2 separate regions of the Sus scrofa genome follow, and region 2 is linked to region 1. Evidence: chromatin contacts called from public HiChIP or PLAC-seq data. All regions are on one chromosome and are shown on one strand. The core of a region is the stretch at or near the end of the contact, and the rest is flanking DNA. Distances in the headings are between cores, read along the strand shown.

Evidence for each region. HiChIP or PLAC-seq counts read pairs in DNA pulled down with a chosen protein or histone mark.
Region 2: an H3K27ac HiChIP or PLAC-seq map of skeletal muscle shows a contact between it and region 1. The contact joins two enhancer-like sites. A contact is called at or near these places in 2 of 47 Hi-C or Micro-C datasets (both in liver) and 2 of 2 datasets of contacts at active chromatin or transcription factors (alveolar macrophages and skeletal muscle).

Annotation. Positions count from the first base shown.
Region 1 is chr14:56,328,052-56,330,751 of Sscrofa11.1, forward strand. No RefSeq gene overlaps it. Among named protein-coding and RNA genes, the nearest start is that of TOMM20, 220 kb to the left of the region's middle. Within about 2 kb of position 1,415, at least 10 of the 83 cell types and tissues checked have an H3K27ac peak or open chromatin away from gene starts, as enhancers often do. A contact at or near this core is called in skeletal muscle, where this site is marked.
Region 2 is chr14:56,567,131-56,569,830 of Sscrofa11.1, forward strand. No RefSeq gene overlaps it. Among named protein-coding and RNA genes, the nearest start is that of IRF2BP2, 23 kb to the left of the region's middle. Within about 2 kb of position 1,326, at least 6 of the 83 cell types and tissues checked have an H3K27ac peak or open chromatin away from gene starts, as enhancers often do. A contact at or near this core is called in skeletal muscle, where this site is marked.

The sequences.
Region 1 (2,700 bases), core at 165-2,664:
CTTTGGTCCCTGGTCCAGGCTTGGAGAAGTCCTTTGGAGGCTGCCATTCTGCTATTGCCCTGCCTGGGCTGGGTGGAGGAAGGCTCTGTCCTTGGCTGGCTTTCCTTCGACCTCTGGTATGTGGTCTGGCCTTTCTGGACAGCAATGGCGTACTGGCCTTGACTAATGGGGTGCTTTGTACCCAGATCACTTTTGCGGGGAGTAGAAAAAAAAAACACCATGGGAATTCCCATTGTGGCTCAGCAGTAGCACACCTGACTAGTATCTATGAAGTCGATCCCTGGCCTCGCTCAGTGCATTAAGGATCCGGTGTTGCCCTAAGATGTGGTGTAGGTCACAGACGTGGCTAGGATCCTGCATTGCTGTGGCTGTGGTGTAGTCTGGCAGCTGCAGCTCCAGTTTGACCCCTAATCTGGGAATCTCCATATGCTGCAGGTGTGGCCCTAAAAAGCAAACAAAACAGAAAAACAAACAAAAAACAAAAAAACACGCCCCTCTGAGGAGTGGACAAGTCTTTGCTCCAGGGCACCCAACATCCTTTGCTCAGTCACTGGAGCTCATGAACCAGGCCTGATGCATCCTTCCTTCTGCAGTTTTTAATTAGGGGGAGGGGGGAGAGTGGCCTGGTAGAAACTGGCTGTGGTTCTGGACCCAGAGGGATCCTGGACTTGGTCTCGGGCAGCAGGGTCAGGGAGGGGGCCAGAGGGCCAGGGCTCGGCTTGGCACCCAGGCCAATGGAAGTTGACTGTGGCCCCTGCCTCCAGAACTCCTCGGTGCCCCCTGCTTCTGGCCAGTGCATCACTGGGTCCTGGCAGCCCCAGGCAGAAGATAAGTCTGTTCCAACATCCATCAGTAACAGAACAGCTGCACCTTCCCCAGCTCAGGAACAGGAGCCTCCCTAAACCAGATCAGCGGGTTTATATGGACAGAGTTCAGGCTGGTGGGAACTGGACTCTCGGTGGAAAGACTGACATCTGTCCCCTCCTGGGACCCCACCCTGCTCAGTCTTTTCCTTAAAGTCCACTGGAGCAGAAAAAGCACCTTCTTTTCTGGGGCAGCTGCTCCGCTAGCTTCCAACATGTTGTGCTCTGAGTTCATAAAATCAGATGCATCAAAGGGAGAAGAAGCTGCGAGTGCTCAGCCCACGGGGACAGGAGGCTTCAGAGACTCCAGTTGGCTTTTTTCTTTCCACGTGTGTCAGATGTGTCATCTCAGAGCCCTGGCCCGTACTGGCTCTTCTGCCAGGGAAGGGAAAGCAGAGCTGTGGTGGGGTGCCCCTTGGGCTGGGAGGATGCTGTAAATGGGGTGACAGGCGCTCCGAGAGAAGTGCCAATAACCAAATCAAACATGAGCGCAGTCGCACATGTCATCATGATATGATGTAAGTCGGGCTGGGTCTGGGCCCAGCTGTGGCCTTGAAGGCTAGACAGGGAACATTCTGTGCTTGGGAGCCTTCTCCTTCAGCTGCTTGCAGGAACTGCCTGGTCTCGAAGCCGAGTCTCAATGCTCTGATTCAGTGGCCATGTCAGCGCCACAGCAGGCACGGGCTGCTCTTGTTGAAAAAATAGCAGCTCTTCTGCTGACTTCAGTTTACAAAGAGACAGGAGAGTCCATCCAGCCTCCTCCACTGTTCATACTTGACCTTGTCTCATCCCTCCAAAGTCAAATATTGCCTTTGAAAAATACTTGGCAAGGGCAAAAAACAATAGGTTCCACAGGAGCCTGAGGCATTGGTGGGGAAAGCTGAATGTAGTTTACTTTTGTTTGGGGACAGATGATTCATTTTCTTAGTTCATAAACAAAACCTATAAAAAAAAGTCTGGCTTCTACCCTTGCTCCCATCAATCCCAACCCAAGTGAACCCTTATATTGGTTTCTTGAGCCTCTTTAACAAACATGAGCAGATGTGTGTATTTATATATTAAAAAAATATTTTTTCCTTTTTCTTCCACAGAAAATAAAATGCACATGGTTCATAAAAGAATGGATGTTCAATCTCACTTTTTTTTGTCCTTGTCTTTTTTTTGAGGGCTGCACCCACGGCATATGGAGGTTCCTAGGCTAATCAGAGCTATAGCCGCCAGCCTACATCACAACCACAGCAACACGGGATCCCAGCCGAGTGGATGACCTACACCACAGCTCACGGCCACACCAGATCCGTAATGCACTGAGCAAGGCCAAGGATCAAACCCGCAACCTCATGGTTCCTAGTCGGATTCATTAACCACTGTGCCACAACGAAGTCTCCCTCAATCTCACTTCTGTTAGGAGAAATGCAAATTGAAATGACCATGAAATAGGATCATTGTTGGCAAGGCTGACAAAAGTTAGCATTCTATACAAACTGTTTTGGACTTTGCTTTTCTTACCTAGTTGTATATCTTGGAGATCTTTCAAATTGGGGCGTAAAATGTGTCTTTACTCATTTTTACAGCTTTATAGTATCCTACTTATGGACATACCATAAATTTCTTTAACTAGTCTCCTATCCATGGACCCTAAGGTTGCTTTGAATCTTTTCCTGCTACAAACAGTGCCACCCAGAACACTTCCTGTTAAGTCTGGTACATCTGTAGGAGAAATCCTGGCAAGGATGATTGCTGGGTCAAATGGTAAGTGTGTTTATAATATTTATAAGGTTTTCCAGTTATCCTCAATGGGATGATGCAACATACACAACCGCTAGCAGTCAATTAA
Region 2 (2,700 bases), core at 76-2,575, 240 kb after region 1:
ATTTACTCACAGATGCTGTGTTAAATTGGGATTAAAGAGAGTAAAATTCCAGAGATCCTTAGAAGACTCCAGGAATTCTTGGCAGGAGCAGAGAGTGGCATGACTCAGGGTGAGAAGTTTGTCTCAAAGTACAACATATAAGAGGCGAGGGCTGTTGTCACAGCGGCCTGGGGATGCTAAGCAGTGCAGACTCTGGGAGGCTAAGATGCAGGGAACTTGCCTTTTAAATTGCAGGACCAAACTGAACAGAAGAAAATAGGCTAGTTTTTCTCTTAACTGATTAGGAGACATTGAATGCTATTCCATGTATCCAAATGTCATGAAATGCAGTTTTTCTGTTCATGAGCAAATGGCATATAGGGAGAGTAAACTCAAATCTCACGTGCAAGGTCACAGCTCTGCGCCCAGGCAGCATTTCTCCATCCACCAGGCATGGAGGAGAGACAGGCTCGGGGCAGAGGCGGGGGCTTCCATCTGCCATTCAGATGTTCCCGATTTAGGTCCAACGGGGCTGCAGGGCAATCACCGCAGGGAGTAGAGTTGAGAGACAGGAGCTCTGTCCTCCAGGATCAGTTCTTAGATCTGCACACATTGTGATCTCTCATCCCTGAGCTTCTCTGACTCCCCCTAACTTCCCCCACGCACGCCACTCTCGCCATCCCTGAGTCCCAGATGCATTGCAGAAGCCTGGAGGCTCGGCTGAGGGTGAGAGGCATGCAAAATAGGAAAGAAGTATAGCAAAGTTATTAACCGCCCAGGTTTGGGCATCAAAAAGTCTGTGTTCAAATTCAGTCTCCACAATGCAATTAGTTGCGAATCACAAATAAGTCATTTTCTTCTTTTTAAGCAGAATTTTTACGCTTGCAAAAGACTAGCATTAGTTGGAGTTCCTGTTGTGGCTCAGGGGGTTAAGAACCCGACTAGTATTCATGAGGATGCAGGTTCCATCCCTGGTCTCGCTCAGTGGGTTAAGGACCCTGCACAGCATAGGCCACAGATGCGGCTAGGATCTGTGTTGCTGTGCCTGTGGTGTAGGTCAGCGGCTGCATCTCCAATTAGATATTAGACCTCCTAGCCTGGGAACTTCCATATGCCTCGGGTGCAGCCCTAAAAAAAAAAAAAAAAGAAAGAAAGAAAGAAAGAAAGAAAAAGAAAAAAGAAGAAAAAAAAAAAAAAGACTAGCACTGGTCTTGAAGGGCTTTTGGAGTTTTGCATATTGAATGAAATACTCTACTTAAAATGTTTAGTGCGCCTGCTCTCCTTAGTACGTGCTCAGCATGTGGTCCTGGGTATCAGAATGTGCCTGTACCCATGTCCTGAGCCAACACTAGGACTAAACAGTGCTGTCTGTGCCCTTCTTTGCTTCTCTCTCCTAGCAACCCCAACTCAAACACTAGCTACTGAAATACTAAACCCCGTTAATAGGCAGCTTCATCTCTGAGACACCTCCACAGTGCAGCATGGACCCCACTTTGACCTCCACTGCCATGTTTTCCTGCTAATTTTCTGGTTAATCCAACAATTTGAACAAGAGTGTTATCCCTGCCCCCCACCCCCACCCCCCCATCTCCCACCGGAAGACAGACATGCCAGCAACTGGTGGGGAGCTAGGGTCATGGCAGCACAGAGGTAAATCTTGCCCAAGAAACCCTGTAGGAGAGCCCACAAAAGAAAGAGGCTCTTAGCCAAAGGAGATTTTATTTTGCAGTTTCCAAAAGGTAAGGGAACACTTCCAACTTTTTTTTTTTGTTTGCTTATAGGCTCGGAATTTAAACATAGGACACTGAATGGCCAGAACCTTGGCCCACCCCTGAGTACCCGGGGCAGGTTGCCAGCACCAGGAGTTCGAGTTTCTGCCCAGTAGGCTTGTAACCTGAACTTTCTATTTCTAAAATCCCAGTTCTCAGTAGCCAGCACACATTTTGAGCCACAAAATTCTGAGAATTATTGCCCTTGTCAGCTGCTAAGTCACATGCCCTTCAGTCTGCTCCCTGCTCCTGGTATAATAGTACTTCTGTTAGAGCCTATGAATTTCACTGTCACATAAAAATTGGCAACTCTTTTAATACCACCCAAGGCTTGCCATAATCACCCAGAAATATACCGTCGGGGCTGTCATAATTCATCCATTTTTAGGATCCCTCAGGATCTCCAAATACAATGACTGATAGCAAATTAATAGATACTTTGGATCTTCCCATTTAACTTCATCAAAGAACTGACCCCCAGGATGAAAATTTCGTTTAATTAGGATAATATTTCATATTTAAAGAGTGCCTCCAAGCCAAGAAGCCCAGAGATCTTATCTCTTCATTTTCTTTCTTTTTTTTTTTTTCTTTTTTTGCTTTTTTAGGGCTGCACCCTCAGCATATGGAGGTTCCCAGGCTAGGGGTCTGTCTAGTCGGATCTGCAGCTGCTGGCCACAGCCACAGCAAAGGGGGATCCGAGCCGCATCTTCAACCCACACCACAGCTCACCGCAATGCTGGATCCTTAACCCACTGAGTGAAGCCAGGGATCGAACCTGCAACCTCACTGTTCCTAGTCAGATTTGTTTCCACTATGCCATGACAGGAACTGCTATCCCTTTATTATCAAAGCCGCATTGCCCGTCACTCAGAGCCAACTCTTAGAGAACAGGCATGTTTGTCCCCATTTTGTGGATGAAAAGAGCTTGCACACTGCTGCACAGTAACATGTA